Regions from separate parts of the Anser cygnoides genome. Here region 2 is linked to region 1. The links are chromatin contacts, called in public Hi-C maps. All regions are on one chromosome and are shown on one strand. The core of a region is the stretch at or near the end of the contact, and the rest is flanking DNA. Distances in the headings are between cores, read along the strand shown.

Region 1 (5,889 bases), core at 883-3,382:
GTGTAACATGTGCAAGGACCTGTACGTAGTACTGCTTCTCACCATCTCCAGTAGGGTTTCTTTTGTGTTAGGAAGCACGTGTCTTTCACATCCGTAGTCTTTAGCCAGACCTCAATGAGAAGTAGGACACAACCTTCTTATGCAATAATAAATACTGTAAAACACAGAACAAACTCTGCCTGACCTTCAACCACTTTCCAAGAAATAGTTTAAGTATTTTCCAAAAAGGCAACAGTTATGTAGGAAGTTGTCCAGCTTGGCAAGTGTGTGAGATAGAGATGCCAAAAGTCCAATCTCACTCACCAGCCTCAGGAGTATAATATTTACCTGCAAGTTTCCATTCAGTAAATTAGAGATAAGCATTGGCCACTTTTCTTACATCATGAGAACAATGCATCTGCATAAATACACAACAGTCTTTCTAGTTCACCATATTTATTTTTAATGCTATGCTAAACCATACGAACATCTTACTTGGGCACAGTTGTTTTGGTCTGACTTTCAAATCTATTCCAAACAGTCAAAATTCCTCTACCTGCACTCATTAACCTAAGCTGAAATAAAAACTAAACAAAAGACATACATTTTGAATAATGGTGCTCCAGCTTTTGTCTTACATCTAACAAGTTTACTCAGACACAGTGAGGAAGAGAAAGATTTTGCCCTACATTTCTCTTTCAAATCTCTTTTATTTATGATGAGAAAAGAAAACTAGATGTTTTCAAAACTACGTATTTTGAGGGCTATCAAACTCACTTGCTCTCTTGATTCTCCAGAACAAGTATGCATGACTAATTCCAAGTTTATTGGTTTTCAGGTCTTCTTACCTTGATTGTCATGCTATCTGATTTAAGGGAAGCTGCATTCCAAGCACTCTACAAGCAGAGAGCCCCAGTGCTTCAGGGTTTCCTGGTTGATAGTATTTTTCCAGTGCCAAAATACCACAGACAGTTATGTAATCACATATACTTTGCCTAAAAATAGGACAGTGAGTCTTGCTGTTAGGAAGGAGATTCTTCACCTCTGAAACTAAACTGATCACAATATGTCTTAGGATGACTGAATGTGAGTTGAATGCACATGAAATGTATTTGTTCAAAATGGTCATATGAAAATTAGGCCAGTTTCCTTGAGCAGCTCTTAATCAGCCCTTGAAAAACTTTCTTGAATATGCCAGGCAGTTACTAGTTACTTCTTATAGAGTAATTCAATAGTATTAACTTGATGCCTACTGCCATTCTTTGATTTTGAAAAATGTCAAAGCAAAGAGAGGAAGGGCTGAGTTCTGAAATGCTCCACACTTCCTGGCTGCAGTCCAGCAAAGCACTTACTCACATTCTCCATTTAAAATAACCAATTCCACTGCAGGCTGTTCACATGCAGAATGGGACAGACGTGCTGCGTTTGCAGGAGAAAGTTCCTATATACAGAAAAAAGGTTGCTTGAGGTAGTTTTTCCTGTAAACAGGCCATAGGTCAAAGAGAAAATACTTCAAAAATAAAAGAAGAAATGCTGATATTTGAAGCTTTGCTACCCACCTAAGTAACTAGTAAACAGAAAAGTGCATTTAGGTACACCGCATTTTTAATTTCTTTACATGTATGCTCCTTCTTCTTTGGAAATTATGTCTAGAAGCAATAGTGGATTTTGACTGTCTGCCTGGGAGATCAGACTCTCTGGGTGGAGCATAAGCTGCAGATGCCCAGACAACTTGGACAAATATCTTGCATGCACAAACAGATCAAAACAGCACATCAGAAGCTACTGCACATGCACCGAGTGGACACTGCCCAATGTGCCCTTCGAACAAGCTGTGTCACAGCAAACCTGCCACATTTGGACATGCTGAGTTTCTGAAAAACAAACGCAAACAGACTTCTGCTGGGAAATAAGGCAGCTAAAGCAGGCATGAAAGTGTAGATGGAATATGCTGCTGGCTGGCTTTTAATTATGTCATTTCTATTCACAGATGCAGAGCTGAGTATTATATAGCTGCTAGCACGTAAGCTGTAATGATAAAGCAGTAAATGAGGAAAAGACACTAAAACTACAAAGTAACCATAGAAAAACAATTTTAAAGATAAAGTGATTTTCTGAAGAATGTTTATTGCTGTAACTTGTTTTATCTGCTTCTGCTCCAACAGGGCAACATTAACGACAACAAGAAAAAAAGGGATAAACCAGCAGTTAAGTAAACAAGCATCAAACCCACCACCATTAGAAGTAGTCACTGTATTTAACAAGTACACCATAGAGAATATAGAAAGTAACACTTCACTCTGCTACGCAGCCCACAGTCACGCTTCAGGAGGAAAAGCAGAATCTAAAGTTAATGTACAATGAATTTTCCAGTCACTGTGAGCAGCCTGGTAAACAAGCCACAAAATAAGAACATACTTGAGTGTCCCCCATCCTGCTGACTCCACTTCACTGGGTCAAAGGGCTGCTGCATAAACTTTTCATACTGTCCTGCATGTTCTGGTGTAAGCCAGACAAAAATCAGAGATGTTAAGCTAGAGCAATTAAAACATCCACTGCCCATAAGTTAAGCTAGTTAACTTGAAACTTTAACCAGTCAGATAGCATTGTCTAGTATCTTTAAAACATATTTTTATATGATTGCAGAATATCAGATTTTTAAATAGTGCAGTAGGTGAGAAGGTGGTGAAATCTATGTATTGGGTTAGTCACCTATTCTGTTTGTTGGTTTACCTTTTTTTTTTTTTTAATATTTCTTTTAAAAGACAGTATATGTTGGCATTGTAATAATTGTATGCAATTCATAAAGGCAAGCAAGCAATATTATCATGGAAAGAAACTGCTGCAATTTGACAATTTTAAATAAATATCGGGTTGATTCCATAGCCTAGGACTATGTCTTTACATGTGATATAAACTGTGAAGAAAGCTGAAGGAACCACACTTGGCATGAGAATATGGCTTCTGAGAGAGATTATTCAAAAGTCTCAAAATCTGCCCCAAGACTTTTTTGGACAGATACTAATCTGCTAAAACAAACAAACAACAAATAAGTAAGTAAGTCAACTAAAATAAACAAATAAAATGTTTTTTTGTGTCAGTTCTTTATGATGACAAAGAATGACATGCTGAAAAGATACACTGAAAATGAATTAATTATCATTATTCTTAGGTTATTGAACAACGCAGAATGCAGCACCGGTTTGTAGTTATGCTAAGCAAAACAAAATAAAGCAAAACAAACAAAAAAAACCCAACAACCCCCAAAGTCTGTTTCACATGTCAATATAGTATTGCAAAATGATAAATGTTATCTGAGTAACATCTGGCTTAGAATGCACTAGAGGGTGACGAGAATATTTCTGTTTACTAACAAGGTAATGTTTGAATTGATTATCCAGTAACTACTGCTGATAAGTCTGGGTCAAATGTAGGCTGATTTATTTCTTATCTGCTACTAACACTAATATTCCTGATCTTAACCATGAGGTATTCCATAAGTCTAAGCAAAATAATTACAATCTTATTGCACCTTCTATAATTTATTTATTTATTTACTATTTATACTTTTGTATACTACTTTCTGTGTGGACAACAAGGTCTCTAAGTACTCATAAACATTTCTTCATCAGTGTTCTGCCAGACACCTGCAATACAGGCATTGTAAAGCTTTGCCCAAAGGGGACAATTTAAGGCACTTGGTCATGCTCCATTCCCATCCATGGCTGGATCATGAAGGGAAATCCAGAAAGCTCACTTTTCTGTCAGGGACAAGAACTGCCTAGCCAGAAACACTCAAATTTAAACTGCTGCTGGAGGTACACAAACCTCAGACACCTGCTGTCACTTCTGAAAGCACCTGAAAATCTACTTGCTTGAATCGCCCTGCCTACCTAAACTCATTGCACCTTGGTTTTGCATCCTTTAACTAGCAGATAAACCAGGAAAGCACTTGAGTGAAGGGTCAGCCGAGGGGTATGATGTTCTCCAGAGTTATGAGGATTGAGTTGTAAATTTGGAGGTCCCAATTCCTAGACAAGAGCCCTCATGCACAAGAACCCTGAGACACGTTGGGCAGGACTATTCTCCATTATCTTGTTCCTCCATTATCCAGGAACAAACCCAACTCCCCCAGCCTGTTTTCATAGAGGAGATGTGCGTCAGCTTTTTGATCATCTCTGTGGCCCTGCTCTGGACGTGTTCTAATAAGCCCATGTCCTTCTTTTGCTGGGGGCCCCAGAGCTGAACACAGTGCTGCAGGTGGGGTCTCACGAGAGCAGAGCAGAGGGGGACAATCCCCTCCCTAGCCCTGCCGGCCACGCTGCTTTTGGTGCAGCCCAGGATACAGTTGGCTCTCTAGGCTGCAAGCACACATTACTGGCTCATGTTGAGCTTCTCTTCAACCAACATTCTCAGGTCCTTCTCCTCAGGGCTGCTTTCAATCCATTCTCCACCTAGCCTGTATTTGTGCTTGAGATTGCCCTGGCACAGGTGCAGCACAATGCACTTGGCCTTGTTGAATTTCATGAGGTTCTCACAGGCCCATGTCTCAGCCTGTCCAGGTCCCTCTGGATGACATCCCTTCCCTCCAGCATGTTGACTGCACCAGTCAGCTTGGTGTCATTGGCAAACTTGCTGAGGGTGCGCTCAGTCCCACTGTCCATGTCACCAAAAAAATGGCAAACAGTGCCAGTCCCAGTACGGACACCTGAGGAACACCACCCATTACTGATCTCTACTTGGACATTGAGCTGTTGGCTGCAGCTCTTTGAGTGCAACCATCCAGCCAATTCCTTACTCACCAAGTAGTCCATCCCTCAGATCCACATCTCTCCAATTTAGAGACAAGGATATCAAGGATATCATATTATTTACATTGAGAGAGATACTCCCTCCTCGCCTTTCCTGCCTGTCCTTCCCAAAGAGCCTGTATCCTTCCATGCCAACACTCCAGTCAGGGGAGCCATCCTACCACATCTCCCTAATGTCAATTAAGCCATAGCCCTGCAGGCATGTGTACATCTCTAACTGCTCTTGTCCCCCGTGCTACCTGTGTTAGCACAGAGACATTTCAGTCAGCCCCTGACTGACTGGCTGGAGTGGCTGGAATTCCTTTGTGTTGCTCTTCAGGTGCTCTTCTGCTGACCCATGACCCTTCTCCAGGCTCTGGGCATCTATCGCTGACACTGGCATCAAACTGGGAGGAGTGGAATGGAGTGAGTTTCTCCTCCCCTGGTAACTCTAGTTTAAAACTTGGCAAGCCTATGGCTGAAGATGCTTTTCCCCTTCTCTGAGAGGTGGACCTCATCAGCCCCCAGCAGACTAGGTTTCTCAAAGCAAGTCCTGTCACAGATTGTCTGTGACAGTAGCTGAACCCCTGTTTGAGGCACCAGCCCTGTAACCATTTGTTGATTTGCCAGATTTGACTCATCCTTTCCATCCTCTTCCCTTTGACCAGCAGGACTGATGAAAAAACTTTCTGTGCTCCTGAGTCCTTTACTGCTGCTCCAGGGCTCTGTGATCCCTCTTGATATTCCTCTGACAGCTCCTGACAACATCACTGGTACCCATGTGAAACAGCAGCAGTGGAGAATAGTCACTAGACTGTATGAGGTTTGGCAGTCTCTCGGTGACATCCCTCATACAAGCAGCTGGTAAGCAGCTGAATTCTCTCAAGATCAGGTTGGCAAATGGGTGCCTCTGTACCTCTAATAAGGGAATCTCCTACTACTATCACCCATCACCTTCTCTGGAGAATCCAGATCCAGTGATCACCCAGGACTATTTACAAATTCTGCATTTGACAGAAATGGGGCAAAAGCAGCCTGAAGAGCAGCAAGAACACAGCCTAACATGAGAAAACAAGCCGGCTGTGAGTGTAGTGTGGTCTGTGCAGCACAGTCACAGCTG
Region 2 (5,889 bases), core at 1,731-4,230, 43 kb before region 1:
GGTGATTTGAGAGTAAAAGACGGAAGTCTGGCACTGGAGTCACAGTCGGGCTGGAGGTCCCATCTGCAGGTACAAAACGATTTGCACTTCCCTATAACTTACCATTTTGCCTGTTCGTGTTTCTGAGCATATTAATGCTCTTTACCTTTTTTACAAATGGGTAAAGAATAACAGGAATAGGGAAAGAACACCAAGAATTAACAAATCGTTAAAACAAATAAATGATCAAAAATTTAATGTATTTCAACTAATAATTTCTGTCAATTGTTTTTCAAAGCTATTTTCAGCTCAGTCTTACCAGTTTGCTTGAATTGACTCTTACGGTTTCCAGGTTTCCACCTTGTAACCTGGGGCCAACATACTCCATATTAGGCTTTTGTTTTGCAAACCTTGGATCTGCAATTAAATTTCCAGAACCAGGAGTGGTTGAAACTCTCCTATTCCATACAGGGCCAGACTGAGTCTTTCTGTGTCCTTCTGCTGCCTCCTTCTCTTCTCCCACGCTTACAGGTTTTTGTCTTCTTATTCCTGTTGGCAGTTAAGCCTTCACTTCTGAGTTTCCATTCAGTGCTTCAAGTGGAATGTGGCTAACAGCAAGAAAATTCAAGACATTACAGCCAAACTAAACAGCACAGACTTTGAGGAGAACTCAGCAACTTAGCTTGTAACAGGCAACAAACAGGTATAAGACTTTCCAGATATGGGAAAGTATACACAGCAGAGCAAACCAGGTTGCTTACCTGGGGTAACAAACTAAGCCATTGGGAAGAAAATGAAGGTTTTAGGGCTCATGTCCAAGATGGAGATCTACAATCATTGGTGGTGGTTCCTGTAAAGGACTTTGGAATGTGGGGTAGGTTTTCAAATGGTGTGCAGATGACGGGACATATAAGGAACGTGGCTGCCTAAATGCCTGCTTTTCAGCAAAAATTTAGAAGAATTCTCCTTCACCATCTCAAGACAGAGTTTAAATATATAGCCTTTAATGTGAGAAGAGGCCTATTAGCTGATGGGTAGTAACCTGTAGAGAAAGCAGGCAGGAGAACCGGCACAACCACTATTAACTAAGAATTTCTACGTTTCATTTGCGTAATAAAAACTAACTGACTGACTGTGTCTGAAATTTGCTCTCTCTAGCTTTCTGCTGTGTGTCTTTGTATGTTATTATCCTGCAGCAAAGACAGGGGGCAAGAAAGAGGAGAGAGAATAGCCAAAGCTGCTTGGGAGACTGGGACCTGTGGGCTAAACTTCTGAGAGTGCCTTCACAGCTGCCACTCTGGGCTGGGGAAGCCACAAACACCTTACTACACATATCTTGCCGGGAAGCACAGGGCTGTGAGCTGGGTCAAATCAAAGAAGCAAGTGCTGTGGGTTGTGTGCAAGGCAGTGCTTGCGGAACTGTTGGCAAGGCTGTTGGCAGCTGGCAACATGTCCTGAGAACGTACGAATGGTAAAAGAGGTGCAAGTGAAGAAGGCCATATGGGGTTTGGCAGTGGCCCCACGCTGTCAGGAAGAAGGTGGCTGAGCTCAGTTACCTGGTATCAAGCTCGTTGTTATTAAAAGCTAGAATTCAGCCAGGCTTCAGAGGGAGTGCATGGGCACAGAGACCTGCTCAGCCTCCAACTGGAGGGAGCGGGCACAGTCCATACTCAGAACTGACAACAGCAGAGAAGAGGTCTGAGTGTGGCATGCGTCCAAACAGAAGAGAAGAACGTGGACCTGGCCCTCCTTGTAAGGAAGAGACATCACAGATACCCACCTCTGAGCAGAGGTAGTGAAGGGAGCAAAAACTAGCTGGTGAAAAGGTCTCAGGAGTGGCTGTGACTGAAGTCCAGTCGTGTGTGCCAACGGAGTGGTGCCAGCAGGTTATGTAACGTCCAGCAGAAAGAAGAGGGGATGAAAGATACTCTCTGATTTCTTTGAGGAAATTTGTTCCAGGAAATGGAATAATTACATGATGTAGCAACGTGCCCTAAGTGGCTAACAGTCTGATCCTGATGCACTGAAGTTTGAATTACTATCACAGCTTACCATAGGTTTGAATATCAGAGGCTGCTTGAGTCCCACATTCCTCCCTTCTAGTTGCCTGATCTTCTGGTAGGCTTGCAAGCATTCCCAGTGATGCAGTAGCTGATGAGGGAGCTGCAGGGACATGCTATCAAGCTGATTTCACTCAACAAATAGAAATCCTTTGTGGACCACTGAAAAATGCGGTTTCCTGGGGAGTTAATAAAAGTGGATTCGAAAAACAAAGTTAGTTGTTCAAAACCTAAGGCCAAAAAGAGAAAGCTGAATTTTCTATTAGCCTGCAGCATGTGTAATTTCAAACCATTTCAACCTACTTTGCCTCAGACATTTTAACCTTGAGGAAGGTAACTACAAAAGCTGCAGGGTAACAGAATCCAGTTCTTAGCACTTGTTTCTCTATTTATTTATTTAATCATACCTCCCTATGTAGCATTTTATGGAGTGACACTATGCAGCAGCACATCATCTTTCTTTCACTGTGCTATGTCTACACTGCTCCTGGTGCCTTCGCAGTGGGAGTCTTTGTGTAGTGTGTTGAGCCACCATGCTGTACTTCCCTTGGCTGCTTGTTTCTCACTCTCTGCCCCTTACAAGCACAACTGGGGCCACTTACGATAACGCGGGACCTCGCAAAGCTCCCGCAACCCTCAGCAGACCCTGAGCAAACCGTCGGTGCACTGGCACACCTGTGAGGTGCCACCTGGCTGCGTTACCCCCTCATGGACGCGGGGGGGGGGCAAAGAAGCAGCACGCTGGCTGCCTGGGCCAGCACCTCACGCCCCCGGCCGCCACTCCTCAGCCGAGCCTCGGCGCACCTGCGGCTCCTGACTGGGAGAGAGCCGCAGAGCCGCAGCCCCGGCTCTGGAAGGGACCGGGGCTGGAAGGGGGCTCAGCCCCGCCGCCGGATCCGCACGCACCTGCTGCCGGCCGCCGCCTGCCCCGCTCCGTTCCCCGCCCGGCGCGGCGCCCCCTCCTCCCCGCCCACCATTTTCTTTCCTCTCAGACAGGCACAGCGGCGGGCGGGCGACCGCCTTCGTCTCCCTCCCCTTCTCCTCAGATGCCCTTTGCTGCTGCAGGGTTATTATTACAGTATGTGCCTGCTCCCTCCCTCCCTCCCTCCCGCCCCCCCCCCGAGCCGTTGGCAGGGCGCCGCGCTGAAGGGAGGGAACGGTTGGAGTGAGGGGAGGGGGGGCACTAACGGCCGCGCACCAACGGCCGCCGCTCCCCTCAGCGCAGCCTCGGGGGGCGGCGGCGGTGTCCCTCTACGCTGCCCGCGGCGGCGGCGCCGGCCGTGGCCGTCGTCGGGGCGGTCGCTGGCCCCAGTTGCCAGACGGCGAAGGGGGGACGCGGGGCTGCGGATTATTGCAGACTAAGCAGTCTGGCGCTGCAGCAGAGGGCGAGGGGGGGAGGCGGGTAGGCAGGGGGGGAGCGTGTGTGTGTAAGGAGGGGACGGGGGGTGTGGGGGGGTGGGGGGAGGCAGAGCTGGCGGCCAGCCAGCTGCCATCAGAATTAGCTCATTGTTCAATATAAACCAGCGCTGGCAACCAAAACCCAGCCCGAGAGGGAGAGGGAGAGCGAGAGAGACTTTCCCCCAGCCACCCCCACCCCTTTTTCTCCAAGGCTGCACTTTGGAAGAGGTGCAGTCATTCTTCCCCACACCCCCTACCCTCTCTCCACTCCCCCAACTATAAATTCCCTCTGTAGCATGCTGCCCTTTTTTAATCCACATTTGTGTTTCAGATCATGTAGAAAGGACAGAAAGTGAGCAGGGAGCGGGGGCTTTTGTCTGTAAGTATATGCAATTCCAATCCACAGAATTTTATTTGATTTTTTTTTTAAAATTAATTCTCTCTCTCTTTCTTTGTTTCTTTTCATTTCCTTTTGCCCTTAGCTGGACTTTGCTGCAGCTTGCCTTCCCCCCTCTCGGTGCACGTTTCCAAACAGGCTTTTTTAAAAGAAGATGAGAAAACGTGCAGTTATATATATTTAACTCTTTGTCTTTATGCTTTAAGGCTGGATTTCTAGGCTGGGGATTTTTGTGCACACATGCAAGGGGAGATGAGGAGCGTTTTTATAAAACTGTTTTCTTTTTTTTTTCGTTTTTGTACTCCAAAACCACCAAAATGCATTTTTAAACCTAATGCACTTAAAATTTTTAGCATGCATGCGAGGCTCTAGGATTGGTTTTTCGTCTCTTTTCTTCTCCCTTGTAAAACGAATCTCCCTCTTCTCCGCCCTGACACTGGATTCCTCTCAGGCTGCTGGGGTTTATTTTTAGAAAGCAGTCATTCTTGCAACAGCCTTCTGCATTTTTGCATGTGCAGCAGTTAAATTTTGGGTGGTTCTTTAGAGAGAGGAAAAAAACAAAACAAAACAAAAACAAACGTATTTTGGTGTGCATTTCATGATGTGCTTTCTTTCAAACGTTTCTATGTCCATTTATAGGTATATGAGTTTGCAGTTTTATATCCAGTATGTATGTATGTGTTTGTGTGCAAACATATGACTCATACCTAATTGCATTTCATACATACACACTATAGGTAAGAAATACATAATCAATAGAAGAGAACTTTAATTTTTGTCACTGTATGAAAACTGGTAAAGGAGGTGTGCTACAATTTCACTCAATTAAGAAAGCAGTAATTTAAAGAACCGTTTGAAAGAGGTAGGACCTACTCTTTTTTCCTCACTATTTAAAATAGGTGTGTGCATTTGTGTGTGGAATAGAGAGAGAGACAAAAGTGAAGGTTATGTAATGCAGTGCCATTTCCAAAAATACCTACTCTCTGGGCCATTACGTTGTGAAAGCCTAACACTGTCATACTTGTTTCTTGATTGCAAAAAAAAACCACACTTTGTCATATGCCTGGGAACAATGGACCACCTTGACAATAAGCATAGCATGACAGATTTTTGTCCCCTTGACTGATTTTTGGGTGTGTTAACCATTAGGTATAGTGCTCTTCAGAGATGTACCAAGTGCTAAGAATAGCATAGGGTTTTGCAAATCTAGGTACCAGGGATTCCTTTGTCGTATATTTAAGCCTACAGACCACTGAAGTGCAGAGAAGCATGCTATATAAGCGTACATGTGGTTAGAATGATTTGCATGACTTTAATCTTAACCACTGAGGATTATGCTTGGATCACTCGCAGTTATGCTGGAGAAAAAAAATCTTTTTAAGTATTATGACAGTTTGAATGATATTCATTTTCATTTTTTATTTTTTAATTGTTTTCAGATCCTTGTGCTACCTGAGAGAAGCTGCAGTCCCAAGACCTTACAGTCTAAAAATGGTAAGAATTAGTTGTTTTAGCAAAGAATCAATATATATATATTGATAAATACAAGCCTTCTTTCCTCATCCCCAATATCAAATTATAAATATGACCTCTATAAGACGTGCTTTGAGGTTTTGGGGATTTGCCATGCAATGATTGATGTACCCTGAAAACCTCCGGATGTTGAATCTTTGGTTTCCTTGCATTTTTTGAATAAAAATCTGAAATCCCTCTTTGTGCAGTAAGGCTTATTTAATTGAAACAATAAATATTTAGGTTACTGTGGAAAATACACATCATAACATATGCAGGAAAACATGCAGACAAAACAATATCCAGTAATTTCACTCTACCCCCAAAAAGAAGAAATAGGTCATTGCACATAGTAAATGAAGCAGATTTAATGTTACTCTCTGTCAGGGAGGTACATAAGATGCAAACTAATTTTTCTTATTCGTTGGTATTTGTTTCAGAAGGATAGCTTTTCTTTGTGATACAAATCTGTTCCAGAAAAAAAAAAAAAAGGCTAGGCCTCAGCCTAGCTGAACTTGCAGGCGCTTAGTAGGAATATATTTA

Evidence for each region. Hi-C and Micro-C count contacts between places; a contact is called where the count stands out from the background.
Region 2: a Hi-C map of liver shows a contact between it and region 1, with 1.7 times the contacts expected there. The contact joins the promoter of NREP here to the enhancer-like site in region 1. A contact is called at or near these places in 3 of 7 Hi-C or Micro-C datasets (all in liver).

The regions. Positions count from the first base shown.
Region 1 is chrZ:28,891,999-28,897,887 of Taihu_goose_T2T_genome, reverse strand. No RefSeq gene overlaps it. Among named protein-coding and RNA genes, the nearest start is that of STARD4, 30 kb to the right of the region's middle. Within about 2 kb of position 2,132, at least 1 of the 3 cell types and tissues checked has open chromatin away from gene starts, as enhancers often do. A contact at or near this core is called in liver, where this site is marked.
Region 2 is chrZ:28,936,034-28,941,922 of Taihu_goose_T2T_genome, reverse strand. It overlaps NREP (neuronal regeneration related protein), which reads left to right and starts at 2,980. Exons shown (of 5, transcript XM_066987990.1): 1 at 2,980-3,117; 2 at 3,769-3,816; 3 at 5,274-5,328. The coding sequence starts at 5,326. It overlaps LOC106042349 (a long non-coding RNA gene), which reads right to left and starts at 3,085. Exons shown (of 6, transcript XR_010827558.1): 1 at 2,946-3,085; 2 at 2,032-2,218; 3 at 299-587; 4 at 1-63.